Regions from separate parts of the Mus musculus genome. Here regions 2, 3, 4, 5 and 6 are each linked to region 1. Evidence: chromatin contacts called from public Hi-C, HiChIP or PLAC-seq and Micro-C data. All regions are on one chromosome and are shown on one strand. The core of a region is the stretch at or near the end of the contact, and the rest is flanking DNA. Distances in the headings are between cores, read along the strand shown. Region 1 has its middle 67 kb from the start of 7420700N18Rik. Region 2 has its middle 6.1 kb from the start of Gm26578. Region 3 holds the start of Nrg1 (neuregulin 1). Region 4 overlaps Nrg1 (neuregulin 1). Region 5 has its middle 100 kb from the start of Gm22140. Region 6 has its middle 36 kb from the start of Gm22140.

Evidence for each region. A called contact is a pair of places that touch in the nucleus more often than the background predicts. HiChIP or PLAC-seq counts read pairs in DNA pulled down with a chosen protein or histone mark.
Region 2: a Hi-C map of the STO cell line shows a contact between it and region 1, with 6 times the contacts expected there. The contact joins two enhancer-like sites. A contact is called at or near these places in 14 of 39 promoter capture datasets (the 3T3-L1 cell line, 3T3-L1-derived adipocytes, the C10 cell line and 8 more), 4 of 15 datasets of contacts at CTCF or cohesin (the NIH/3T3 cell line, embryonic stem cells, hippocampal excitatory neurons and 1 more), 134 of 484 Hi-C or Micro-C datasets (the 3T3-L1 cell line, 3T3-L1-derived adipocytes, the AML12 cell line and 71 more), 26 of 115 datasets of contacts at active chromatin or transcription factors (the NIH/3T3 cell line, PVALB interneurons, astrocytes and 18 more) and 1 of 9 other capture datasets (embryonic stem cells).
Region 3: a Hi-C map of the N1E-115 cell line shows a contact between it and region 1, with 3 times the contacts expected there. The contact joins the promoter of Nrg1 here to the enhancer-like site in region 1. A contact is called at or near these places in 4 of 484 Hi-C or Micro-C datasets (the 3T3-L1 cell line, the HL-1 cell line, the N1E-115 cell line and 1 more) and 4 of 115 datasets of contacts at active chromatin or transcription factors (embryonic hindbrain, forebrain, neural tube and 1 more).
Region 4: a contact with region 1 is called in an H3K27ac HiChIP or PLAC-seq map of the NIH/3T3 cell line, with 10 times the contacts expected there. The contact joins two enhancer-like sites. A contact is called at or near these places in 3 of 484 Hi-C or Micro-C datasets (adipose-derived mesenchymal stem cells, embryonic fibroblasts and uterus) and 1 of 115 datasets of contacts at active chromatin or transcription factors (the NIH/3T3 cell line).
Region 5: a contact with region 1 is called in a Hi-C map of embryonic fibroblasts, with 4 times the contacts expected there. The contact joins two enhancer-like sites. A contact is called at or near these places in 1 of 39 promoter capture datasets (the 3T3-L1 cell line), 17 of 484 Hi-C or Micro-C datasets (the 3T3-L1 cell line, the HL-1 cell line, the MC3T3-E1 cell line and 12 more), 2 of 115 datasets of contacts at active chromatin or transcription factors (the NIH/3T3 cell line and astrocytes) and 1 of 9 other capture datasets (embryonic stem cells).
Region 6: a contact with region 1 is called in a Micro-C map of embryonic fibroblasts, with 5 times the contacts expected there. The contact joins two enhancer-like sites. A contact is called at or near these places in 21 of 484 Hi-C or Micro-C datasets (the Patski cell line, adipose-derived mesenchymal stem cells, cardiomyocytes and 12 more) and 1 of 115 datasets of contacts at active chromatin or transcription factors (extraembryonic endoderm stem cells).

The regions. Positions count from the first base shown.
Region 1 is chr8:31,298,072-31,302,973 of GRCm38.p6, reverse strand. No RefSeq gene overlaps it. Among named protein-coding and RNA genes, the nearest start is that of 7420700N18Rik, 67 kb to the left of the region's middle. Within about 2 kb of position 1,538, at least 35 of the 459 cell types and tissues checked have an H3K27ac peak or open chromatin away from gene starts, as enhancers often do. A contact at or near this core is called in the HL-1 cell line, the N1E-115 cell line, the NIH/3T3 cell line and 3 more, where this site is marked.
Region 2 is chr8:32,001,447-32,006,223 of GRCm38.p6, reverse strand. It overlaps a transcript of Nrg1 not described here. Among named protein-coding and RNA genes, the nearest start is that of Gm26578, 6.1 kb to the left of the region's middle. Within about 2 kb of position 1,788, at least 7 of the 459 cell types and tissues checked have an H3K27ac peak or open chromatin away from gene starts, as enhancers often do. A contact at or near this core is called in the STO cell line, where this site is marked.
Region 3 is chr8:31,917,144-31,921,675 of GRCm38.p6, reverse strand. It overlaps Nrg1 (neuregulin 1), which reads left to right and starts at 2,833. Exons shown (of 10, transcript NM_001364423.1): 1 at 2,833-4,139. The coding sequence starts at 3,473. It overlaps Gm33223 (a long non-coding RNA gene), which reads right to left and starts at 2,122. Exons shown (of 2, transcript XR_378857.2): 1 at 2,076-2,122; 2 at 1-1,477.
Region 4 is chr8:31,840,483-31,844,804 of GRCm38.p6, reverse strand. All of the region lies in intron 2 of Nrg1 (neuregulin 1), which reads left to right. Among named protein-coding and RNA genes, the nearest start is that of Nrg1, 76 kb to the left of the region's middle. Within about 2 kb of position 1,969, at least 32 of the 459 cell types and tissues checked have an H3K27ac peak or open chromatin away from gene starts, as enhancers often do. A contact at or near this core is called in the NIH/3T3 cell line and embryonic fibroblasts, where this site is marked.
Region 5 is chr8:32,284,482-32,289,151 of GRCm38.p6, reverse strand. It overlaps a transcript of Nrg1 not described here. Among named protein-coding and RNA genes, the nearest start is that of Gm22140, 100 kb to the right of the region's middle. Within about 2 kb of position 2,326, at least 72 of the 459 cell types and tissues checked have an H3K27ac peak or open chromatin away from gene starts, as enhancers often do. A contact at or near this core is called in the HL-1 cell line, the NIH/3T3 cell line and embryonic fibroblasts, where this site is marked.
Region 6 is chr8:32,219,853-32,224,148 of GRCm38.p6, reverse strand. It overlaps a transcript of Nrg1 not described here. Among named protein-coding and RNA genes, the nearest start is that of Gm22140, 36 kb to the right of the region's middle. Within about 2 kb of position 2,743, at least 33 of the 459 cell types and tissues checked have an H3K27ac peak or open chromatin away from gene starts, as enhancers often do. A contact at or near this core is called in embryonic fibroblasts and pancreatic cancer cells, where this site is marked.

The DNA.
Region 1 (4,902 bases), core at 289-2,788:
GTTTCAGTGCCATTCTATTGAGGTCGAGCTTATAGCACACGAACCTTTAAGGGACAAACCAACTATAACCCTAGTAGGCTATTACTGGACTTATTGTAGTTCCCTCCAGTTCCAACAAAGTCTGAAGGCTTCCAGCTGATAGTGTGAATAGTGTATTTTCAGAGAAAATCAACTTCAACCCCAACACCCTCTACAACCGAGAGCCTCTCCCAAAGGGGCTCCCACCATCTGTTCACACCACAGTCACACCTCCAAGACCTAGAGTATAGGTTAGTCAATGTGCCGTTAGGTACATTGTCTTCCAAGGTGGACCCACAGTGACTGCATCCCTGGTGGTGTTCATGAACTAAGAGTAATGAGTCTTTCCTTACCACATTCTACGTGTGGCTTCTTGGGAACTAGATAACATAGAAGCTGCTGAATCTATTTCTCACTTTGTCCTACAATCTGTTTCAAGTCTGCTAGTGTGCTCAAGCAGTGATCTTTCTCTCTTCAAAAGAAAAAAAAACCTTCAGAACTAAATTCCTAGGGTTCAAATATACCTCCAGGACTCAGAGAGCATGTGAGAGCATGGGCCTTGCAGGACCGTGTGACACTGCTGGAATATTCCAGTACATTCCTCCAACATCCCTTAGACATTCACTCCCTAGGATGTCTGTGTGACTCTAGAAGGTTGAGAGCCTACCATTCACTCAGTCAATACCTTGAACACCATTCTCCGGGTCCTTAAGCAGCTTCCAGGCTTCGGAAGACATTCTCTCAGATCCTCTCAGTCTTGGTTTGGGGGATGAGAAGCAATAACTCCTCCCCAAGAGCACTAACTACTCATTCAGTGATGACTCCCCTTCCTTCCTCGGCCCCTCTTCTGAAAGAGGCTGGAGAGTGGTAATGGCATAGCACATACACTTCTCTTCCTCCCCTCAGAATTCATGGGGAAGGGTTGCTGGCCTTGCAAACTGGAGAACAATATGTAATATGCAATATGATATATTTAGGGCCTTTCTTCTTCAGCTTTGTATCTTGTATACCATCATAGCACAGGAGGAAGACTGGTTTTGCAACTATTTTAAATGACTTTTACTGTGATGATGTAGATGTCTGTGTAGAATAACACACAGAGAGATACACATGTTTTCTAAGTATGTGGCTCCCTGCATATATTGGAAACTCTTTAAAGGAATACATCTTCCTTCTTTTCTCTCTCCATTTCTCAGCACAGTATGGAGCATTTTGTGGGCGTGTGACCAATGTCTGCTATACTCTTTCCTAATCCCCAACAAAGCTGAAGGAAAACCCCAGCATCATGAGATGCCAAGCTCCTCATTTTTCAAAAGAAATCCAGGCCCAGAAAGATGAGGTCATTTATCCAAGGGCACACAGCTAGCTGGGATTCCATTTCTCATACAAATTCATACACTTAATGGTGCTGCAGAAGCAGAAGTAAGCCAAGCATATTTGATGACTGGCCTTTGGAGAGTCGAGAGTGGGTAATGGAAAACACTCTACAAATTCCAAAAGTTAATTTTTGCAGATGAAGCACATTTCTCATTCCCCAATCTGGTAGAGTTTGCCAGTGTGTGCCGTGACTAATGTTGGCTCAGCCCAGACTTCCTGTTTTCAGGGCAGCATGACAGATTTGTTGGTATAATTTGGCTTTAATTCATTTCAGGCCAATCCTGGAAACGCGAGGCTATGTCATGTCTCATTGCAACATTAACTCCATTTTTCTACCTTCACTCCCTCTATTAATAAGCAGAGGCCACTCAATGGGGCAATCTTAACAGCCTGCTGCAGGTGACAGCCAGAAATATAAATAACTTCTCACTTAGTCTTTTACTCCTTTCCAGGAAAGCTGATAGGTTCGCTCTCCTATCTCTCCAAGTGGACCCAAGGCTGATGAACTCATTCAAGGCAGTTCACATGTTTCTTGGTGAGATGGATTTCCAGGACAGACTGATAGAGAAAAGGGTTACTCTTGTGGCAATACCTGATGACCTTACAGTGATTCCAGGTTAATAAAATATTTCCCCTGGGCCCTGGAACATCCTCCTTCAACTCAATCTACTGAGAGCACAGGGTGGATGGAATCTTTTCTCCTGCTTTTCCTAAAGTTCACCTATTCCAAATTCTAGACTGAGGATGGAAGAAGGAGAGGTGGGAAGCAGAAGTGTGCAGGTGTCCAAGTTCTCTACAGGAAGGTGGCTCCACACCAATGTGATGGAGAGTGACCTTCAGAAAGACGCCTAGGGAGGAAACATAAGGTGAGTGGATGTTATATTTCATGGCGTGGATACTATATGTATTGTCGAGCTCAAGTATTGAAAACATGTCTGATGTTAAAAACTATATCTGGCCCAAAGTTGTTCTCAGTGGAGAACTAGAAGCCACAGCTCTTCATTCTCTGACCAGCTTCATATCTACCAATTACCACAGCATATCTAGAGCTTAGGCTGGCCAGATCCTTATAGCAGATCCCAGTGAATGACATGGCAGAGGCTTGAGAGGAAGGGAAGGGTATCTCCTGAGGAATGAGTGGCCATTGGAAGAACATCTGTTCATCAGAAGAAGAAGAAAATAAAGTTCCATGCTCTTCTTAACTTAAATTTTAAGACCCACTCATTGGCATATCGCCTATTCTGGTATTCCATATGACTTCTGTGTATTTTATGGAATGCTTAGTGAATCCCTTGGTCATAATGCCAAAATATATTCTCCAAAGACCTTTAAACTGTGTGCTCTGTACCTGAGAATTATATACAGTACTGTCTTCTGTCTTCCCAAAACCATACCACATGGAGTAGAGGCAGAATTTGGGCTAGGTGAGTTGCAGTGTAGGAATTTGAATGTATATATCCCAACTGACTCATTCCTTCTCCTGTTTTGAGGAGTCATGGGCCTGGGAATTAGAAGTAAGAAAAGAGCTAGGGAGATGGCTCAGCGGTTAAGAGCACTGACTGCTCTTCCAGAGGTCCTGAGTTTGATACGGAGCAACCACATGGTGGCTCACAACCATCTGTAATGGGAATGTGATGCCCTCTTCTGGTGTGTCTGAAGACAGCAACAGTGTACTCACATACATGAAATAATAAATGAATCTTTAAAAATTATTAGAAGTAAGAATAAGAATGATGGAGAAGCTTATGTGTTTCCCTTGACTGATTGAAGTTTTCTATTATAAAAGAAAGAAAAAGCAACACCTGCAATGTCCCAAGATGCTTAGAGAGTCCAAAGGGAACTGGGGATGTCCCACCACATTTTGAGAAAGCAAAGTACCACAAAAAAATTTTTTTCCAAGGTCTGTTGCAAGAAACTCTGATATCTTTATTTAGGGCTGAGAAAGTAAATGTCTCCCTTCTTTCCCACTTCTCCTCTTGTTACTATAATGCTGGACTCACAACTACTACTTCTGAGACAAATTCTCTAACACGGCAACGGGGAAGCCAGACTTATTTTCTCAATCATCACACGATGCGACTCCGAGTCCCCCATGTGGCAAACAATGCCACAGAGAAGAGGGGTGGCTCTCTGGACTTGCATTTCACTCTTAAACAAATAAGGACAGCCAAGAATTATGAGAACTCATAATGAAGCGCTCTGGCAAGATTTAATATGTTCCTAGCCGGCCATCAATGCAATAATAGGCCGTGGGTATTTTTATAAATGGATCTTTCCTCTTTAGAGTGGTTTTAGTTGCTTCCCATCCAAAGAATCACTTAGGCAAATGCATAGCTGAGGGGGGAACAAAAGAATAATGATTCTTCTACCTTCTCATTCACGCCAACCTGAAGATGCTTTACACTGGGGGAGGGGAGAGGAAGAGAGAACAGCCAAGAGAAGGAAGATGTTTTGGGGAAGGCAAGGTGGAAACAGGGAACGGAAAGTACAATGCCTTACATGTTTGCTGCATTCCAAGTGCTCTTTCAAATACCAGGAGGGTGAGGATAAATGTAGGGCTAGGGAGATGGCTCCATGCCTAAAGTGCATTACGTGACCCCATCTCAAGCCAGATACGGTAGCACCCGTCTACTGTCCCAGCACACCTATGCCTGGAAATAGGAAACAGAGACAAGAGAATCCCGGGAAGGGAAGAAGGAAGCCACACATTTATTACCTAAGCAACAAATTTGTTTTGTGGACGAAGAAAACAGTTGGCATGTCTGGGCTCATTTTAGCTTCTCGCCTGCATCAATAATATTGACGCATGAGCGCCGAGGAAGAGAGCTGAGCTGTTCCTCGGACTTTGACAGATAAGCCAGCAAACGACAAATAGTCATCAAATCCCTCTTCTCTTATCCAAGCATCCTTTACCCACCCCCAAACCATTATTTCCCACAGTCTGCAGGAAAATTACTCCGTCTGTAACAGGCACACCAGCCCACTGTGAATTCACGCGGAAGTAAGCCCAGAAACAACACTTTAGGGACAGGAGTCTTTCTTTTACCAGAATCACATCTTTGTACGGCATTGATGCCAGATCAGCTGTCTTCTGCTTAACAGGGCAAAATGAACCAGTTCACTGAAAAGTAGGGAAATACTCACCCCAAAGCTAATCGCTGATCTTCCCGTGAGACCTAGCTCTAGATATGCATGACAGGGAGTTGGCCCAGAACGTGAGGAAAGGGCCCCAGGGAAGGATCAACTGAGCTCCATGCACGGTGTACTTACATAAAGTGCTGAGAGACAACAAGACAGACAACGTGAATGAAAGGGGTGAGCGAGGACAGGGGTGGTCAGAAGAGGTGGAAGCAAGGAGAGCCAATCAGACAGCAGTTTGGTTTTCTGAATGCAATCAGAAAAGTTTAAAATACATAGAACTGTACCCTTAGGTACTAGAGAGGTATCCGTCAGAGAATCACAAGTTCAAAAGCCAACCTGAACAACTCTGTGAGATGGTATCTCAAA
Region 2 (4,777 bases), core at 539-3,038, 700 kb before region 1:
CTCTCTAATGATGACTATTATAAGTCCCATATCCTTGAGGTCATAGATTCTTCTTTGCACAAAATAAGCAACTTCAGCAAAATCCTGGGCTTTGAGTCACAGATCCATGTATGGAGGGTCCCATAATGTCCTGAGCCTCTTGCAAGCTGGCCCTCCCAGATCCTGCCTCTGACTGATTCATTCAGCTTAGCATTTTCCTCTAGAAGCCTGAATTACAAAACCAGTTTTTCCATTTAGCCTGTCAATTGCCCAGTTAACTTGAGACCTTCCTTAAGATTACTGATGTGTTTCATATTCTGTACAGTATTGTTTTTGTTATTGTCTTGACTCTTAAATGGCCTGTAACAAATCTGTTATTGTCCCTGTTTCAGGTCTAGAACTATTATGTGCTACTTTTTTTATGCATGATGGGAAGGGTATTTGTGAGTGGAAACCCTAAGAAACTTAGTATCACTAATAGTTAGACACTGGCTGTGCACGCCTCAAATGATATCATCCACCTGTTTCCTTAACTAAATGGCTCCAAAGGCTGAAGTGCCTGTAAACATTCTTGGAAATAAAGTGGCCTGTCACTAACAGGGCAGTCTGTGTTTACAGAAGGAGAAGGAATGTCCAATGATCTGTTTCAACCTGGTTACTTGTAACTGCTTACATTATGTAATTATTAAAAACATTAAAGATTATTTACAGAACAAAAATGGACTTGTTTTGAAGAAGTAAAAAAGCAGGAAGAGTGAGGGAAGGAAGCTTGGATACTGCTCTAATATTTACAGAATGATAATGGTACTAATGAGAATGAGGAGACTATATATGTCCTTATATATGCACATGTGTCTATGTATATATGTACATGTGTCTATGTATAAATGCACACGTGTATATGTGCTTGTATAGCACATGTGTCTATGTATATATGCACATGTGTATATGTGCCTGTATATGTACATGTGTCTATTATATGTGCACATGTGTATATGTGCTTGTATATGCACATGTGTTTATGTAGATATAATATTAGAAAGTCTTGGGCTATCATCTGAACAGTAAATATATTTCCAGTATCCTCAATCCTTTTCTACTAAGAGCAATGAAGATTACTGTACCTTAATTAATGGAGATACTGTTAATGTTCCAGGCAGTGTATTACATGCATTGTATGTATATTATATTATTTTTTAAAACAGAGGATACGAAAGCATCCTAACATTAGGCAGAACTAAGTCCTAGCCCTTAGTTCTCTAGACAGACGGCTTGGATGTAAATTCTAACATCACAAATCACCCGTTAGCTGTAAATTCATGGGAAAGTTACTTAATCTTTCTGTGCCTAAGTTTCCTTTTTTTTTTTTTTTTTTTTTTTTTTTTTTTTTTTTTTTTTTTGTAAAGTGGAGATAATTCCTGACTCTCCAGAGTGTGAACAAGATAACCCAGGAAAGCATGCTGGCTATTGCCCAACAGGGAATCGGTACACAGTCGATGCAAGCTTTCTTTATCAGATTACTCCAGAAAGGAATTGTTTGCAAGGATATGTGGCATAATTTTTAGAATTTTCCTTTTATGGGAAGGAAAACCCAGTGCTGACCTCAGGTTAGAGTGGATATAAATATTAATAAGCACTACCTGTAAAGATAGCGAAAAGTGAGTACATCAGGTTTCATAACTGCATACATGTATTATGAAAACATTGCCGAGCTCAATCTAAATATTGAAAGTAGTCCGAGGTGCAATAGGATTTGATCTGGCAGGAACACGTTGAGGCTTCAAGCTGCAAGATTTTGAAACCCGATTCCTTTTCTGGCAACACTTGGAGAGTTGCTGTTCAAACCTCCTTTTGTCGTACAGAATATGTAGTCTTCTCTCTTGAGACTTGCGTAAATTACAGCCACTAAAACACGAAGTATGCGTCAACATGTCCCTTGCTGTCTTTCTCAGGAGTGACAATGTAAAGTCCATACACCCTGGTGCAGGTATTTTGAAATAGAAGCAAAACAAACAATACAATAAACCCGCATTTCTCAGTGTTTGCCCCCTTTCCAGCCTCACTGAATGGTTGTATGTCATGTTTCAGGTTCGGGAAGTAGAAGTGTTTCTTAGCAGATATATTCCTTTATACCAAAGAAACAAGTTAAGTTGGGATTTTACAATGCTGATAGTTTACTGGCTTCTGTCACAAATCATGCCATGTTGTCAGTATTGGGGTGGGGAGAGTTATCAAGTTTGTTCCAAGAAGGGATAACTGCACTTCTGTTGGTCAGTTAACCCTCAAACGCTGATCTTTGACAAATAGAAGGAGGAGAAGAAGAAAAAATTAAATTGTATTATTTTACTTTATTTTTACCAAGGGAAAATATACCAACTAAGTATACTGTTGATATGCATAAATCTAACTTTCCCTAAAGGATCAAGTAGCATTCCTGCCCATCCTAGTTGGTTTTGTATCTGCAAGAGTTTTAATTGGCTGAAATGAAAGAACAAAAAGTGAGCTACCAAAATACCAATAGATGTCACTGTTTGTTGCTTTAGAAGATGTGAGGTGTTAGGAAAACAAACAAACAAACAAAAAACCCAAAACAACTCCAACCAAACTGCCTAGCTAAGTCCATCCTGTTTATTAAACACGAAGCTAGCCATGTTTAAAAGCTTGTTGATTTAGGCTACACTATACCCTTTTGTTTGAAAAGCTACATTTTGTTAGTGAATAATCACATAGAAGTCTGTTTCTTCTAAATATTAAAAATATCTTGCAAGCATGAAGACCTCATTTTGCTCTCCAGAGTCCACATTAAAAATAAGCCTGGTGGTGTGTGTGTGTCAATCTCGCACTTGGGGAGGTAGAGTCAGGCAGATCCAGGGGCTTTCTGGCCAGCCAGCCTACTTGGCAAGTTCCATGCCAGTGAGAGACTAAAAAAAATCTGTATGGCCCCTGAAAACTGTCTTCTGTCCTCTGCGTGCCTGCCTACATGTGTGCATGCATCCCTGTACACAGGAATATGAACAAACACACGTGTCTCTGCATTAAGTTTGCCAAAGAATTCAGAATGTAGGTAGAAAGCTTGCTGCTGATCAAGGCTTTTGGAAAATGAAGTAGCAAACTTATTTGAGAATTTTTCGGTATATTGGTTGGGTTTCTCTTGTATTTCAAACTGTAAGTGATGTCCATCTCTCATGTCCTCTTGATGACAGGAGTTAAGTTTATTTTCTTTCTTCTTCTTAGAAGTGACACCTTCCTCTGGCCTCCAGAGGGTGCTCTGAGAGCATCGTACTGCTATTCCCCAAAGACAACTTCTGCCTTTTCTTTTTTCCATTTTTTTTTTTTTTCAGTACCCTGGGCAGAATGGTAAAATGAACAGTGTCTTGGGTTGATCCAAGTTAGCTGATTTGGGTAGATTTCTTCCCCACCCCCAACTAAACAGTAGCTCCTTGTGCTAACTAGACAGTAGCTCCAATTCCTTAAGCATTCTGAATTGGGATATGCTCAGCCATTGTAATGCTGGATGCCTCCTCTGGTCAGATTAATTATCACTGGCATCTTTCTCTACATCTACAGGTTCTTTCTAGGCAGCCCCTGTCTAGTTAGGTGCAAGTGTCTTCATAAGGAAGTTGAGTTACATTTAACAGTTTTCACCTTGGCCTTGGACACTTGTGTGGTGGAAGCTCCCACGTTGAACAAAAGATATTTGCCAACAGATTTATTTCTGTTTCATCAGACACACAGGCTGGCTGTCCTATTGAAGAACGCTCCTTTAACATACACATTTCCAAAAACAGGTTACAGGTTTTTGTTGTTGTTGTTTTGTTTTGCTTTGTTTTTTGTTTTTTGTTTTTTTGTTTTTTTCTTTTCCATGAATGCTGGAATACACCAACCCATAGCTCCTCTTACTTATGGGTCTTCCTTTCATGACGATTTAAAGATTTATTTATTTATTTATTTATTTATTTATTTATTTATTTATTTATTTATATTTGCCTGTGTCTGTGTATGTGCACGTGGGTGCGGTGCCCATGGAGGCCACGAGAGGGCATCAGATCCCTTGGAGCAGGAATTATGGGAGTTTGTGAGCTGCCCAAAGTAAGTGTTGGGAACCAAACTCAGCAGCTGCCTTAACCTCTGAGCCACCTCTTTAGGCTGTTCATGATTGAATCCACCCTCCGCTGGCCATATCTGTCTTGATTCCCACATTCTATCATTTTCTTTCATAAAGTGTCATGCGGTTTACATGGCTTATTGCTGGAAAGGAAATATTACGAAGAGGAATAGCCTTTGCTCTGCCACAGTGCCCAAATGCTTTCCAGCGCTGAGCATCCATAGGAAGGCAGCTGACTGTGCCAGCAGCTGTCGAGATTTACTGTAATGATGTTGGGAGTCAGGGAATGCTATTAGGCTGAACCATATGAAATTGTCGGTTTTATAGGTCATGCATGGCTGATTACCCCACATGTCATTGAGTGCCATATCAGATTTTTTTTTTTTAGTAATTTGACTTTATGCTTTATATATTATTTTAAATAATGGGGTGGTAATGATAACTTTGAAAGTCTCTCAGAAATTTTAGTAATGAAATCAGATTAAAAGGCGTGCATGAAAGCTACACTAGGGGATAATTGAAGAAGTAGCAATTTCTGCAGTCAGTAGGTTAGCCTCCTCAGATAGCCACAAAGGATGAAGTCACTGGAAAGTTACAGGACCGGACAACTAGCAGCTTTTACATGGAGGGGGAAAAAAGTGGCAATTTTGACTGGGAAGTAAGTCTTGTTTACCTTATTAATATGTTTTTCAT
Region 3 (4,532 bases), core at 1,584-4,083, 620 kb before region 1:
GAAGTGTGGGGTGGTAGCCCCACCGATGCTGGCTTCCTCATACTTTATTGCTGAAAGGGATCTGAGGGAGGTGACAGGCAGCTTCTGGCACCTGTCCCCAGGGGAGAAGTAATGGAGAATTCCTTTTTCCCCCCTTCTGTCCTCCCTTTTCCACTTCCATTCTTTTTCTTATTTAATAGAAAAGAATAGCAAAACATAATGGTTTTATAGGATTTCTGCATGCTAATAGGAGCCACAAAGTTCACAAGATGCACATCCAAGGAGGGGGGCATACATCCTAAAGTCTGACTCTTGTAATCTGATCCCTAGGATAGTTGTTACAGTCCTAGGAGTCTAGTCCCTCTTTGGTGTTTTGTCCTAGCCTGTGGGTAACAGGATCATTTTCCTTGTAAGTGACAAGGGTTTTAAATAAGACAGCTTGATTCGGCAGCCACCTTCCCTGTGATTAAGGTTAATATGACAACTAGAGAATGAGCCAGCAGCCTTTTCTGTGACTGAGGTAAAGCAGGTAATTGCTATCGGTGGGAGTGACATAACACCTTTTCAGAGCTGAGGGTTATGTCCTTGGTGTTCCCTCACACCTGCCAGGCTTGTAGCTACCTGATTCCACCCAGTCCTTGACATTTAAATGACCTTGGCTATGGATAAGCTCCCTGTTCAGTCCTTGAATGTAAGGTTTGAAAGCAGACATGGTAATCCATGAGGAAACTATAATCCTTGAGTATGTCAAGATGCTATTTTTATTTGAAAATTTACATAAATATTGGCAACTAAAATCTTAAGCATCAAGTGCTTTGGTATTTGGTATTTGGATTTCTCGCTCTAAAAAACTTCATGTCCATCACTAGAATCTTTGTTAAGAAAACTCTCATTTTCTCAAAATCAAGTAAATGAAGCGAGAAAATGATCACATGAACCATTTCAAAATACTGGTGCATACACATGCAGGTTGTGTAGAGGTGAACTTCCGATGACTCATTTGTGCCTGTGAGCTTGTCATAATCCTGGTTGCAATCATGCAAATCCAGCCAGGCTTTTGTTGGTGGCAGTGGTAGGACAGAAAACATAGTTTAAGATACTAATGCTCTTTGAATCATTCATAATTGTGGAGTAATTTCATCTGGAAGGAAATTATAATATTCTTACCTCCTGGCATGTGAAAAGGCTTAAATAAATATACTTCAAAAACAGTAGAATTGTCCTGCATAAAATGAATTGCAGATTTTCTTAAGAGTTGAGCATTGCCTGTCACTGCCCTGGGTCTGCATGGGATGACGATGTTGTCTGGATTTCGAGAGAGTTTGTAAGAGTTCCCCTATGGACACAGTTCCTTGGAAGTCATTTGGTTCCTTGGAAGAGTGGCTTAAATGTTCAGATGCACAGACAGACACTGGAACACCACGGAATGTTCCCTGGAGCCTGTGCTCTCTCTTACAGTGAGTTTCTTCCATTTCTTCCAGTACTTCAAGTCCTGTTTCTAAACAAACAAACAAACAAACAAACAAACAAAAATCAGCATGGAAGCTATCTGTAAATCACAGTTTCTGAAACCTAATCCACAAGGCACGCTCTGATTGAAAATTCTCAATACTGGCAGTGCGATTATAGCTGAGGAGATGTGGTGTGTATTACAGTGCCCAGGGAATTCAAGCCTCCTCTGCAGTGTGGAGTCAACATGAAAGGCTAATTTGAAAATGAAGCGGTAGATAGCGTAAGTGTTCCTCTTAGGTTGACATTATTCTAGCTTACTCTGGATGGAATAAGGAGGACTCAAATGTAAAGAGCAGGAAGACACTCGGGACTTTTCCCCTTCCCCCACCCCCCCTCACACCCCGCCCCGCCCCCGCACACACTCAGCATTTCGCTCTGAGCATTGAAAAAGTCTTTAGCCACAAGAAGGTGGCTGAAGGAAGAAGGCAGAGCTGTCCATGGTTTAGAAACAGTGCTCTAACTGCTGGTTGAAAACCGGGTAATAAGAGTCCTGTTAGTGAACAAAACTTATTAGAGAACTGGCTACGGAAGGAAGGAATGCCGCTGAACAGCAGGCAGGAAGAAATTGCTGTTGAAAAGCCTACCTCTCTGGGGAGGAGTCAGAGATCAGACTTTGCCAAGCCTCAGGTCTAACCCAGAAGGTCCCCACCTCCACCCCCCACCCCATCCCCCTCCATCCCAGCTTTGTTAGATTGCTAGCATCATCGATCCCTGGCTTTTTCTGACCCCACAGTGGGTGAAGAGGAGAGAGCCAGCAAGACTGAAAGCAAGCAAGGTGGAGTGTGGGATGGGAGACTGGGGCCTGCTTTGGTAGAGGGAAATTAGAAGGGGGGGGGGGGGAGGAGGCCGGGGGAGACCCAGTTTAGCTGGTTCCCGGCTGCTTCTCTTTTCTCTGGCCTTTATTCCTTGTAATTGGATAAAATAGGAACTCACTGGCGGACCTGCGTTGCTGGGTATACTGTACTTATTAGAGACCAGCTAGCAGTAGAGTGGGGACTGGGGGTGCGGGGCACAGGGGAGGGAGGGAGGGAGGGAGGGAGGGAGGGAGAGGGAGAGAGAGAGAGAGAGAGAGAGAGAGAGAGAGAGAGAGAGAGAGAGAGAGAGAGAGAGAGAGAGAGAGAGAGAGAGAGAGAGAGAGAGAGAGAGAGAGAGAATATATCTTTAGGAGGAGGAGGAGGGAAGAAGAGAAAGAAGCTATGAAGAAGGAAGATTGCAGAGGAAAAAGTGACTGAGCGCAAGAAGGACAAAGAGGAGTGGTTGGGGGTGGGGGTGGAGGCAGGGCGGGGAAGGGAGTTACCGCCCCTCCTGGCTCCTCCTGCCCTCGCATCCTTGTGCAATGGTACTGTTTGCCGTGATGCTCAGAGGGCAGGCACCTGCTGCTCTGTAATGATTCAGCCTCTTTCAGCCGCTGCGTTAACACGACAGGATGCTGTTGCTACTGTCGCTGCTGCCCCTCCTGCCGCCGCCGCTGCTGCTGCCGCCGCCTCCTCTGGTCTTGCTTTTGCTTTTACTTCTCCTGCATGACAGTTGTTTTCTTCCTCTAAGCAGACACCAGCTTCAGACGCTTGAGGTGAGAAACATGCCTTTCAGTTTGGGATACTGGTTTACTTAATCAGCTAGGCATCAGCTTGCTTCCTCTTTTGGTCCCCTGCCTTCTTGAACCAACCGGGATGGTTTGGAGAAGCCTTTGAAAGAACTGAAAAAGTGTCCCAGAAACAACAGCTCAAGATATTTCGGTACACTTCTATTTCATAGTTGCTAGAAGCCCTTCCTTTTTCGTTTCTTTTTCTTTTTTTTTTTTTCCTTTTTTTTTTTTTTTATCTTTTTCTTGCTTCCTCTTAAGCTCTCTTACTTTGGATAATGGCCTTGGACTTGGGTGCCTTATCGATTTCCCCCTTCAAGATGCTGTATCATTTGGTTGGGGGGAGCTCTGCATGGTAATGCACTGTGAGAGAGGCCGGGCCTTCTGGAGGTGATCCGGATGGAGATTTATCCCCCAGACATGTCTGAGGGAGCTGGCGGGAGGTCCTCCAGCCCCTCCACTCAGCTGAGTGCAGACCCATCTCTCGATGGGCTTCCGGCAGCGGAACATATGCCAGACACCCACACAGAAGATGGGAGAAGCCCTGGACTCCTGGGCCTGGCCGTGCCCTGCTGTGTCTGCCTGGAAGCGGAGCGTCTCAGAGGGTGCCTCAACTCCGAGAAGATCTGCATTGTTCCCATTCTGGCTTGTCTAGTAAGCCTCTGCCTCTGCATTGCTGGCCTAAAGTGGGTATTTGTGGACAAGATATTCGAATACGACTCTCCTACCCACCTTGACCCTGGGGGGTTAGGCCAGGACCCTGTTATTTCTCTGGATCCAACGGCTGCCTCCGCTGTTCTGGTCTCATCCGAGGCATACACTTCACCTGTCTCTAAGGCTCAGTCTGAAGCCGAGGCTCATGTTACAGGGCAAGGTGACCATGTCGCTGTGGCCTCTGAACCTTCCGCAGTACCCACCCGGAAGAACCGGCTGTCTGCTTTTCCTCCCTTACACTCCACTCCACCGCCCTTCCCTTCTCCAGCTCGGACCCCTGAGGTGAGAACACCCAAGTCAGGAACTCAGCCACAAACAACAGAAACTAATCTGCAAACTGCTCCTAAACTTTGTAAGTAGTGAGAGAAAGAAAGGCGATGGTGGCTTAAAAGAAAGGGTGGGAGGGAACTTCCAGAAGGCAAACTCTAGAGGGTTAGCTTTTTCCTTTGAGTTTGCATTTTAACCGGGAGGTTTTATTTGGTGAATCACGTGACAGGGAAAAAAAAACAAAATAAAGCAATTTTATAAACTCCTAGGATGAATCAGGTCTTTTAACAGCAACTCCATGTAGCCAGGTTGTTAAGTCTGAGGTTGTCAATTAAGAACTACAAGCATCTTTGAAGTTGGGCTTTGGATGTAAGCTAAGGTCAATTGATTTGCTATAGTTTTAGAAGTTAATATCTGACTGTCCTTCATATTTTAATAGGCATGTAACGTCGGTGTGCCAATAAGTATTATTTGGTAT
Region 4 (4,322 bases), core at 720-3,219, 540 kb before region 1:
GCTTAGCATGTGTGAAGACATGAAATTGCTAAGCAACTAAGCTCTGCAAGGGAGCAAATATGTTCCAAATAGCACAGTGCTGACTTCTAAGGCAATTAGAATTTAAAGGGAAAGACAGGACTAGAAGTAGAGAAGCATTTACGCATGTAGCTCTTGTGTACAGAGTTCTTCCAGTATACTAGGTTACCTTTGAACAGGCAGGAAAAAAATCTTTTCTCTTCTTCCCTTTCCTTTATTGTTGACATACCAAAAAATGTTTCAGTATAGCATTTTTAAACAATTTACCTTTGTCACTTCTCCTTCCTGTCCCTTCTCTCTCCTCCTTCCCCATATTCTGTCTTCTACCCGAGTAGCACCTTTCTTCTTTCATAACACATCTACCCTTACCCTGACCCCTGCCCTTTCTTACTCCTCTTGATCCCATGATCTTCTACCTAGTTTTGTAGCGTATACCCATCCTTATGCCTTCTTATAAATACACACACAAACACTAAAAGTTAGGATCTGGATATGAGGATGAAGATGGTGATGTGCCTCCCCAGAATAGCACCTCCACTGCACGAAGTGAAACAAACATAAAAAACAAACAAACAAAAAACCAACAACAACAACAACAACAACACAAAAATAGAAACAAAAGAAAACAAAAACCTCTGTTCAGTAGTGCATCTAGGTACATGTTCTATAAGCTGAGCAGGAATCTTTGGGTAGTGTGAAAGCTAAGAAGGAGCCAGAGTAACTTTGAGAACCAGGAAGATAAAACCATGAACACAAGAATATGCTTAGCTACACATGATAGGGAAACCCAGGGGCTAAGTAAGATACAAAGAAAGAGTCAGCCATACTAGCTTAAGGCTAAAGTTTCACAAAATACTGTCAGGATGGTAGCAGTGGTGATATCTACACTATTTATCAGTAGATGACTTGACATAAACAGGCATGATGAGAATCCATTGGAGTTTTAGAACATTGTAAATGCCATGCTGATTCCACTTGCAGGAGAGTGTTCTCTTATAGGGAACTTCTCTGTTCTTGGGTGCCATCATATTTATCAGAAACAGAAGTTGTGAGAGAAATTGATGGGACTCTTAAGAATATAGACACTGAGTTCTTCAGACGCCCACGTCTTCAGTTTTTTCTTCTGTGCAGAGAATCCTAGCACTCTTAGTATTTGTGAATGTATTTAGATTTTGACTTCCTAGTATAGTCTGAAAAAAAGTCCTGTAGGGACCAATGTAAGTGCAGTTCTGTCTAGAATTAGAACATTGGCTAAACTCTCTCTACATACACGTCTCTTGCATCAGCTAGCAACAATGTGTGTTGATTAGGTTCCCACGAGGCAGGCCTGAGTTCATGCTGAGCATCCAGGGATGAACAAAACCACACTGACCTCTTCCTTCAGGAGACAAGGGCCAGTGAACATAATACCCATGTTTCAAGCCATCGATTTAATAATCAATTATTGATGCACCAAGTACTATGAAGACATTAGGACCTAAGATTATGTCTAGGTCCTTAAGGAATAAAAGACGAAGGTTTTGTAGAGGGACAGAAAGTATGAAGCTACCACCTTCAGACTGTCTATGTTAAATAAAAATGCAGTTTCAAAATATTTCGACTTAATAATTTAGAAGAAACCCATTTAGATGTCTCATCATCAAACAGGTCTGTTAGCACAGAAAGAATGAGATAGTGCCTCAGAGCCTTCGAAGGGAAGACTGACAGACCACAGATGAGCAGCCAGTATGTCATGTGTCACTGTAACATGGCGAGGTCCTTTGCCTTGACTTAAGGATGCCTCGAGTTGTATAAACGCTGGTGAGTGTTATAGTCTCGGAGTAAGCATTTCACTGGAAACAGTACAAGCTTAGTGTTTGGTAAGGCCTAAGGCTCTGGCAAGGAGAGATGTGTTCCTAAACATGCCACACTCACTGTTAGTGAGGAAGCACGTGTGAGAGCCAGTGTGTGATTTGTACTTTACCTCAGTATTGACTCATGAGACCTATGAGGCCGCTATATGTATTCTGTTATCTCATGGACTAGAAGTTAGTCCCAGGGTCATAATAAAAGAAGGGGGAGGCATATGCCAGCTGAGCAGTAATGGGAGGTATAGGCTAAATCTGAAAGAAACATTATTGGAATGTTTTCTATTTAGTATTTTTCTTTAATGATGTTAAGAAGGGCATCCTCTTGAGGAAACAAATGGCTTTTGCAGATGACACTGTAAAGGACACTAAAACACAAATTAGAAAAACACATATAAGCCTCAAGTATTTTCACTTAAAGGCTGATAACAGAATAAGATTCATCTTCGAAAAATGCAGACTAATAGTAACAATACATTTGGGAAAAGAAAAATAATCTACAATGCAGATACTCAGCCAGTGAGTAGGCGAGCTCTGGCTGGAATACCAAGCCAGCTACAGGGTGAACAATGTCTGTGTTTGCAATGTGATACTACAGCAAAGCAACCCAGAAGTCTGAGTGCGGCATCCATGGGCAATCCAGAGAAACAGCAGGAGGCTTTGACAGCAAGCAGAACAAGTCACTATTTCCCAGAATGGGTTTGTTGACATTTTCATAACTTTATGTTTGTAAATATCAACACCAAGTAGATAGATAAGTTCACATGTTTTACAGTGTAAAAGGAGATGCCACAGTTAGTACTAAAGAAGAAGACATGTTATTCTTCCTGACAGGGTATTTTAAAAACTGGCCAAATGTTTCATTGCGGAGTGATGACTAATGAGTAGAATACTGGCCATCAGGTTTCTTCCCTCCACTGTTCTCCAGGGACAAAGATGAAACCAGGAAACAAAGGAAGGAAGATGTCTAAAGATGGCTTACAAGTTGACTGTAACTGATAAATAGTTTATAAAATTGGCCAGAACCCTATAGAACCAGATCTTTCTTGGGAATTTGTAAATATCTTTGAGTATGTCTAGAGTGTTCATAAACTGATTCTCAAAACACATGCATCTATGAATGAATCCTTAGTAAATGTGCTGGATCATTTGTGGAGTATTATCACTATTCAACTGCTTTTCATAAGGATTCAACTATGTTTATTAATTTAATGAGTGATTTATAATTGCTATTTCTCCTGGTTGGAAAGATTATAGAAAATTGTTAGGGATTACTAACTGCTAACATTCATGCACCTTATAACCACAGTAAAGCTCTGGACCTCACATGGAAGGACAAGGCTACATTAATCATAACTGGACTCTAAGCTAAAGCAACTCTGGGCATTCCTTAGAATTTATCTTAACATAGACTTAAAAATGAAATGATCTCCTAAGGCACTATGTAAAATTAAGAACGCATAGTGTTATAATAAGTGTCATTTTTAAGGCTAGTGTACCTTTGAGAAATTTTAGTATTTTTGTTACTACTGTAAGACAAAAGTCTTGATTAGAACACAGTTCTGTTTTATTGGATCCTAGGTAATCTGGTGTTTAAATAACAAAATTTAGCTGTTAGGTCATCGGCTTTCTCATAAATGATCATAGTCCTTTCTCTTTTCCATGACAAACAGTGCTAAAGGTTTCTACTTGGCGGAGGAAATCCCCAGGTACTGGTACTTGTTATTAGATTTTTATTTATTTATTTATTTTTTGAAATCCACACAGGGAATTTTATTTTAAACTCTAAAGGTAAAAAGTAGATGTTAAGATTAACTTGTTTTGACAAGTCCGTTTACTTGTGGGAGTTTTAGGTACTCAGTTCAGTATCAGACATTGCACATAGAATTAGACATCATCCAGGCTCTGGGTTAGGCAGGAGAGATACAGAATGGTACTATATGACTACAATTCACACCCACCACACACAGCACAGTTAAAGAGGTCTGGACCAGGCATGGGACAAGGCACAAGGAAAGAACCAGGGAAGGAGTCCCTTGCAGAGGAAGGAGGTGGAGGCAGCCAATGGGAGAGGGATGTACAAAGAAAGAAAAGCTGAATTTTCATCCCATTAACAGTAGCTGTAACTAGAACAAAGATCATTATGTTATAGTGTTATTGGATCCAAATATTTTGTATGATTACATAGCAGATAACACAACATCCCACAGTGATAATCTCTGATGATACTCACGAGGTTCATAGTGATTAGATGATGGATAGGAGAGTGTTTTTAACCCCATTTTTATAGTTGGCATATGCCCTTTAATCACAGCTCTGGCATTTAAAATGCCGAAATCATAATTTCCTAATAAATACCTTCCTTCTCTCAAGTAACTCTTGACTCCTTAGCTATTTATTCATGCCATAACCTTTAAATATAAACAATATGAGCAAGTCTTACCTCAGCTCTCCCCT
Region 5 (4,670 bases), core at 1,077-3,576, 990 kb before region 1:
GGGTCAGAAGGTGTGGACTTTCATTTCCATATAGACAGTTGCCGTTTACAAGTAACCTGTAATATTCTACCCTTATCAGAGCCTCATAAGTAAAACAAAAAAGAAGATACTTATTTATATCAATCAAATATTTGCAAAGTGCTAGCATGTCTTCTAAACTATACTGAGGTCACAATGCAAATTACCTTAGGTCCCTAAAGCACTATAAAACAATGAGGGGTTTTTTTCCAGCCAATTAAAAGCAGCATATAAAATTGAGGTTTAGCTTAGGAGCCAGTGACCCATGGAGGCCTTGGAATTGAGAGCCATTGGTCACCAAGCATTCTCATCCTGGGAAGTGCAAAATCACCCAAGTACCATAAGCTTAAAGAGCTGTCCATTAGCACGTGGCCAGCCCAGCATTACAGCCAGGAGCAACCTGCATCTTAAATATGTTCCTCACCTCCTGGTGCTCAAGCCCCCTTTTACCCAGAAGTGGGGGAGAGACATGAACCCTGTGTTTACAATGTAGGGAGCATCTTGTTGCTTTAGCCCAACCCTTCCCAGGAGTTCCAAAACTGTCTCATAGGGGCCACCAGGTGGCAGTTAGGGCAAATGGTTTCAGCCTTTGTTTTTATTTTTTCCCCCAACCAGGGAATCCTGAGGTTTACTGGTGAGGAAGCAGAACTTGGAAATGAAAACTTAGTAGAGAGCTGGGACTGTGAGCCCTGCACTTTGTATTTTGCAGAGACCATACTTCACACGTTCCTTATGGCAACATCTGGTAAACATATTCTTTAGACAGATGAAGACAGACAAACACAGGCAATAAAGGATGTTCCCCCGTGTGGAAACTCTGGAACATGCCATGAAGTGAGTGAGGCAGGGGGATTTCACTAACTAGCAGTTTAGGGTCTGGGCAGCCTCGTCAACAACACTTCTGAAACCAGATAAACCATGTTTCCTTTTGAATCAGAAAATATATTACTATACCTTAACCTCCTGAATGTTAGGATTAACAGTGATTGGGCAACTACTCTTCTCAGTTTGTCCTTTATTCCCATCTGTATTTCAGAATGAATGTTAGAAACATAAATGCTAGAAAAAAATTTTTTTTGCACTTGAACTTAGCTAATGGATAAAATTAGAAGTTATTGATTTTATATTCAACTATTTATATTCCTAAATTACAAAATTTCAGTTTGTTACGTAATGACTTTTGGGAATTTTTCCATTCCTGGCCAACTTTTATCGTGATGAGCCATACCCTTTCACTGTATAACTTTGTTTGTTTTGCCTTGATGGGGTGTACCATTTCATTCTAAATTTTTGCTGATGTAAATATGATAAAACCGCAAGCCCAAAGACTGGAAAAAATGAGTTTTTATTTTTGGTCATTTGACTGTAGACTTTAGGAAATCAAACTTCCCTGTCAAAATGGTCAGTTGCTTTCACTTCATAACAATAAATGGAGTTCATAAATGTAGACCAGCAACTCAGGGACCAGATGACTGGTTCCCATTTGTCTCCTCCTCACATGGTAGCAGAGGCATCCAACATGTCCTGCAGTTACCACCCATCAACCCAGACTTCCCTGGACCCATTGTTTGTTTGCTTATTTGACAAAATCAGACTCTGCCTAACCCCTCTGGAATGTACAGTGTAGTCCCTACTTGGGGGCATTTCTGTCATGGGTTATTATTTCTTTCCTATGATTTTTCTGCATTTCTCATCAACCTAGTTGTTTGAACAAATGACACACAGTCCATGAATTACCACCTCAGGTGGTTTCATTCATAGCATTTTGAGTCCAGGTGACCCAAGACCTGGTGATCACACTCATGAGTCTTCTTGCATGTTCCAAAGTGTACAGAACTGCTTCCTTCATTCACATGTCAAAAGGAGATTGATTTTGTACCATTAATTGTGTTATAAGCATTCTTTTATTCATGAGTACATCCATCCTATTAAAACTGCAGGGCCTCCAGTAAAATGGGGGAAAAAAAACCTAAGTGGCATTTAGTGTGTTTAGAAGTCGCATGAAATTTCGAAATTTCACGGACTATTTTAAGGGAGACTCGTGTACCTGTTTTGGTTGCATCAGTATCTACCTACACAGGAGCGGGTTTTAGTAAAGCAGTGGAGAAGTGGCAGGTTTTGAGCCTTGATGGAGAAAATCCAACTCCTTTTCTCTGCTCCATTCTTTGTGACTTTCTTCCCGTGAAGCAGGAGGGGCAATGATCATCACGCTTCCCACATAAGTAAAGGACAGACCAGCAAAGCACCCTGAACCACTCACATCCTTCTCCTCACGGTGACTAAGCTCAAATTCATCAGTGGAATGCATGCCTGGCCTCTTTCCTCTTGCTTCCTGCCTTGCTTCTCGGGAACAAGCTGGCTCAGGCAACCACAGCAGGGCTGAGCACCACCTCAGAGGAGAAGTGAGGGGCAGTGAACCGGAGCGGTGAGGCCATCTTACTTCATCCTGAGAACTGTTGGGAGGCGAGGGGCTGGTGTGAATTAGGAAGCACAGCTGCTAATACACAGCTGTCCAAGTTGTCAGCGACATTCACAAGCAGAATTGCTGTAACTGAGTATTTCAGACTTGGTCGGATATTCACAGCTATGTCTCTTCACTTCCATCTCCTGTTTCTCCACCCAGGTTTTTTTTTTTCCCACTCCAACAGAGAAATTATCTTGAAAAATTTACACGCTGATTAGCAGTCCTTATATGATAATTTTCCCACATGGCTGGTGACATCATAACTAGCTTTTCACTAAGAGTGAAGAATAGAATGGAATGGCTTGTACTTATATCTGGATCAGCGAGCATTAGGATCAGTGGATCAGTTTCGTACACGATGGGGGTGGGGCAGGTGAAAGAGAAGGGAAAAGTATTCAAAGTTCGGAAGTGGAAGCTAATAGCTGTGCTTTGGTGGAAGTGCTCTCAGAGTCTCGCGCACCACAATCCCTTGCTTAATGAAGGAGATGTGCTCTAAAGCAAAGAAAACAAGTAGCCTCGGCAGTGTGTCACTGTGAGGGCATCAGAGTGTGTTTCTACAAATCTAGATGGTCCGATTTACTCCACACCTAAAAGGTATGAGGTCGCCTACTTGTTTACTTCTCTGTTTATTTTTAAAACTCTTCTGTTACAGAATAAGGCAGGCACACACAAATACATGGACACACAGACACACAGACACCAGCTGAGGCTCACACAGAGTTAGGATCATCACTACCACCGTCCACCTCCTCCAAAGCTTGTCCTCCCTGAAGAGCTCAGAAGCAGCAGAATGTATGGATCTGTCATCTCCTAGGATAGCAGTGTCTTCTCTTAGAATATTTCCCAAAGACCTGCCGTAGGCTGTTTCACACCTACGGACTTCTTCAGTTTAACCTTGCATGTACGAGTGGAAGAGAGACTATCTCGGCTTTCCCTGGACAGTCTAATAAGTCAGTTCCTTCACCGCTTTCATCATTATTTCACAGTTTATTATTTTATTTTTTATTCTTTTCTCATCTATCACATCCCGACTGTAGTTTCCCCTCCCTCTTCTCCTCCTCCCAGTGACCTCCCCCACCCCTGTTCCCTACTCATTCTTCTTCCATTCTCCTTCGGAAAAGGAAGGCCTCCCAGGAATATCAACCAAACATGACAGATCAAGTTCAATAAGGCTGGGTACCTCTCCTCATATGACGGCTATTCCACTATTTATTAACTACTGGTTTACATACAATGGAAGTCTTAGGCACTAAATAGATTATAGAACACTGAAATAAACGTTATTAGATCTATATAAAAGAATTAAAGTGGCTCACATTTAAGATATAATGAATATTTGTATATGAATTTACATTCTTGTTATTTTAAGCCCATAAGATGCTTGGATGCACTTACTCACTAACAGGGCAAATTCTTCTTCATCTAACAGCTTCCCTTTAGAGGCACTCTCTAATCTCCTATTTGTGAAAAACAAAAAGAATCTCCTGCCAAAGAAATATCTACCCAAACTGTATAGGTAAATCACTCAAAGCAACCGTGTTGGACTCAAGATGATCTAATTACTCTTTCTGCACTGAGACACGGGGAAAATTTCAAGGCAGGCTCATGCCCGGTCAGTGGGAAAAGTCTTTCCTGAAGAGTGTGTTTCTCTTCATAAGGAAACGCTGCAGAACACCTTGGCATTTTCATGTCAATTAGTGCGCCGGAAAGATGCATGATATTTCCTGTTGGCAACCACAAAGTGAAAGAATTGGAAGGCTGCTGCCCTCTTGGTGTGCCAAGGACTAAAGCTCATATAAGGAGGTAAGACGACCTGTGCCAAGAAGATAGCAACTGCAGGAAGAAGCAAGTAGCACAAGGTTTTGTGTTCCTGTTCCGTATGCAAATGCTCACTTACTGGGAGCAGCCTCAGACTGAAGGCTCTTCCATTCAGAGGGGATGCCATTAGCCAGGGCACTCCTGATTAGACAAGAACAAGCAAATAAGCACAGAGGGAGGGGGTTGGGTGGGCAGGAGGCTCACCCATTTCCCTCCCTTCGCCTGAGCAGTGTGGGAACCACAGAAGGCCAAGGGTTTCAAGGCAGTTGCCAGTAGTTGCCACTGCTGTAACCTCATGCTCTCCTAGGTTCCAAAGTCTGTTTCCTATAGCCTTCCTGGGGTCCTGAAAACCACATGTACCCTTGACAAA
Region 6 (4,296 bases), core at 1,494-3,993, 920 kb before region 1:
CTGAACTGGATTACTGGTGGTAATCCCTCTGCCTCAGTCTTTCAGATGCTGAGATTACAGGTTTGTCATATCTTTTTAAATTCTTCAGGAAAATGTTTGTTACATATGTTTAAAAGATATATCTGAAGTTGATTAAAGTATTTGAATAATTCTTGTATTATGCTAATGCTGAGATTAACTTTATGGAGAATATTTGATTTAATGAAATGCTCCATGTATGTGTTATTTAATAATATGCAAGTAATTTGAACATAGCTCTTGTATGGAACATTTTATAGTAAGTTCATTAATAAGATAAAACCAAAATGTTTGCCAATAAATATTTTCTCCAAAATGCTATAATGTTATTTATGATTATTTTTTCCTCTTAAAAATATACTCTAAAAAGTATTTAGAAGCTGGAGCTGAAGAGATGGCTTGGATTGTAAGAGCAACTGCTCTTGTAGAGGACAAAGATTTGGTTCCCTGCACATTCCAGAGCTCAGAATCTTCTGGAACTCCAGCTCCAGGGCATCTGATGCCCTCTGCTGGCCTCTATAGGAACTGCATGCACAGGGTGCTACATACACACACCCAAACACTCCTAGGTACAAAATAAAAATAAATCCTTAAAATATGAAGCATCCTGAAGCTAAATGAGAGGAAGAATCACTGTAGTCTACTTGTGGCTACCAGGAGGTCATTAGGACAAACTCCCTATAGCAGGGGTCATCTGTCACTTTGCCATCATGCCGTTTGATCATTTGAAGAAAATGAGAGCTAGAAAGTTGGTACCTCTCAACCTTCGTCAAAAGCCTCTTCATCTATTGTTATTGTTCGTTTTTGGACGTAGCAATTCACTATGAGGCTGAACTGGAATGCCTGACATGCTTTGTTCTAATCCGGAATTTATTTATTTATTTATTTATTTATTTATTTATTTATTTATTTATTTATTTATTTATTGAGATTAAAGTCTTGTCTCCCATCTCACTGTGTACCTAAGTTTGTCCTGGAACTTATGGTTCAAGGCCCATCCTGCTTCTGTTCTCTCCTCTTAGTCTTGGGGTTAAGTCCGTAGGAGGGCTCTTGATAATATTTCCCAGCATACCATGCTTTGGTTCTGAGGCTCTCAAGCTGTTTGCATCCCTAGCAAATGAGCCTCAATCCATGTTACAATGCATACACAATTTTCTGGGCCCGTACCATGCGATAGGTTAACCAAATTGGATGTTTAAACGTGGAAGGAAGTCTTCGATTATCATTTTGGTCCTGGTGTCTGCGTGATATTCGGCTGATTATTTTTGCTTTCCAGAACTTTCCTTGCAGTTGTAAAACACAGAGAATGTTGCTTGGTTACTCCTGTATAAGTGGAGTGGGATAACATAGCTGAAGTCCCTGCGCCAAGTAGCTGGGTTCAGTAAATATTAATAAAATGGCCCTCTGCTCCTCCTCATAGGGAGTTTAAAAAACAGAAAGCTTCCCTTTTGGCATTCTCTTTCATGCTCTTTGAAGATGTGCATATAATTATCACGAGCTGGGAATGGAGTCACTGGAGATAACACATATCACACTGTTTCCTGGTAACCATGCATTTAACTAGCAGAAGCGGGGCAAAAAAAGCAGGCTAGTTTTCACCTGGGTAAAAATCTCACTGGGTTTAGGGGTTACACAGAAGGGCTGTTGAAGAGGAAAGAGTGTTGCTGCTTGTTTGCATTCAAATGGACTCTAAGGAGACTGGCATGCTAAAGTTAGCCAGAGTTCCCTCCTTGAGTTGGAGATCTTAGAGTGGGTTACCAGCCAGATGTCTCCTGCTCTTCCTATGGGGCGGTCCCTGAAACAAGGGTCCGAGGGCTTGCTACTGACCTGAGCTACAGCAAACTGACAACTGTTGCGGCGGCTAGTGCTGCTAACGAGTTATGACTGCTGATGAAGTCTAATCCTTGCCCTTCTCTTTCCATTTGAGTTTCAGTCGGTCTTTGGGCTCCATTGGCTCTGCATTTTAACATCAGCTACGAGGGGAGAATGGAGTTTTTCACAGCTTGGGTGAAGAGAGGAGAAAGATTACTTCTAATTTGGGGACCTTGTTAGGTCTTTGGGGGGTGTTTATCCAAGGCCAGATATTAATTAACTCATTAATTAACTAATTTAAAATGCTACTTGAAAGGATGGAATTGATCTGAGAACCAACTCAGTGGTTCATAGACTGGGGCCCTATCAGGCTCATTCCTACAGCATTCATACACACTTAGGATTTAAATTTAATTGAAATTCTAATCCCTACCAGGTTTTTAATAAGAGGCAATTATTAAGAGATTAAGAAACTAGATTCTCATTTCCCAGTTAAAGAGGTCAGGCAGTTGTCATAATACTTTAGGGAGTGTTAGCTAAGTGGCAGTACTACCCAGCGCCTGTGTCACGTTCCTCTCAATGTATCTTAACCTGCCCATGTGTATCCAACTTACCCCGTGGAACCCATTGATAAACCATGGCAAAAGGAAACCACTCCATGGAAAGAGTGGCTAGAGAAGACACTCTTTATCCAAGAGAGGAAAACCAACAGGCTCTGTTTGCCCAGTATGAAAATAACCAGTGTTTGATTCCAAGCAAAAAAGACCATTCGCAGCCAACTCAAAAAGGGAAGAGGGTGGTGTTTCTGAAAATCCGGGGCCTGGGGCATTTTCTGGAATGTGTACAGTCAGAACGTGCACATTCGTCAGCAAAAAGAATGCACTCAGCCACACCCCTCCCACCTGCTGACGACTCATTCTTGCTTTGTGGTCCACAGGCCTCTGCCTTGGTGAGCTGCAGTTTAACATCAACTCCTTTCAAATACTGGGCTAGTCGTGACCCAAACCAGCTCGCCCATTTCCTGCTGTGTGAAGACAGCCCCTGTCATCGCCCTCTCTGGGCTTTGACTCTCTTACAGGAGAAAACAAGGATGTTTGAACAAGTGCGTCTAAAGTCCACTCAGGTGACTGAGTACCCAGTGACTTCTTAGGTAGCCAAAGGCTCATACATGGCCCCTGAGACAGCCTGTGGTAGCATTCTTATTACCTCGCTCTGCTTGCCGTTCTCTCTGTGAGAATGAGGAGCCATTAGCACAAACTATGCCTGTCTTCTGGCAACTCACTGGAAATGTGCCTCGGCCTCAGAACTTTTCACAAAAGACGGTTATCAGGGCTGCTCAGCTGACCAAACCCCACCTACAGCGCAGAATGAGGCTGCTTCTGTAAACTGTTCTCAGAACAGCAGAGCAGTGCCTGCGTTTCCGACACACACACACCCACTGCTATTTCCTCAGGGTTTCTTTGTTTTCCCCACTTTTAAGTTAGGGTTAAAGTCCCCACCCACCCACCTACACCCCTCCATTGGGCATTTCTAAACAGGAAACCAGATGGCTACTACTTAGATTTCCTTAACTTCCACTTTAATAACTACCAATAAATTCTGCTCCTGTACTAACTTCCTTGTGGTGACAGTGACTTTTAAGATTCGTGAGACTTTTGACACCACCCCCCCTTAGTTGGCATCCCCACAAACTGCTTCTTGTTGCTAAACTCTGCTCCTTTGTATAGCTGAATTTCCCGATTGCTGCCTCCCGAACACGCTCCATCTTAGACACTATCTCATCCGCTTCCCCCTGCCAGATATTGATTATCTAGACATTCTCCAATCCCAGTCCCTTCAGCTTTACCGTTATGTCTTTGTAGCTCTCCTCTCCCTTAAACACAGTGGAAACAGGTTATTTTAACAGCTCTGCAACTTGAACTATGCCTTGCCCATTTCCAAAACCAGCAAAGGCAGCAAAGCTTGTGGCAGCTGTCTTCCACACAACAACCCTTTGTTCTCTTAATAAGTCTACAAGGACACTATCACTTGGCACTGTGACATCAGTAAGAGTCACTCAAAAGGATGTCCTTGGTCAGTATTGCAAGTGAAGTGCTCATAGCCAAACATGCTCTCCCCATGTACACACCCATTAAGAGGGGGACAGGAAGGAAAGAGAGTTGAACTTCCCTGGGTTATAATGTCCACTTGAAGGAGAATAATGAAAGACACAGGAAATCTGTGTCCTACAGTTTACCTTGTTCCAGAGTCCCATCGAATGTCCTCACCCGCTTCCTGGTCCTGGCATTCCCCTGTACTGGGACATATGATCTTTACAAGACAAAAGGCCTCTCCTACCATTGATGGCTTATTAGGCCATCCTCTACTACATATGCAGCTAGAGACATGAGCTCTGAGGTGGGGAGGGGGGGGTACTAGTTAGTTCCTATTGTTGTTCCTCCTACAGGGTTGCAGACCCCTTTAGCT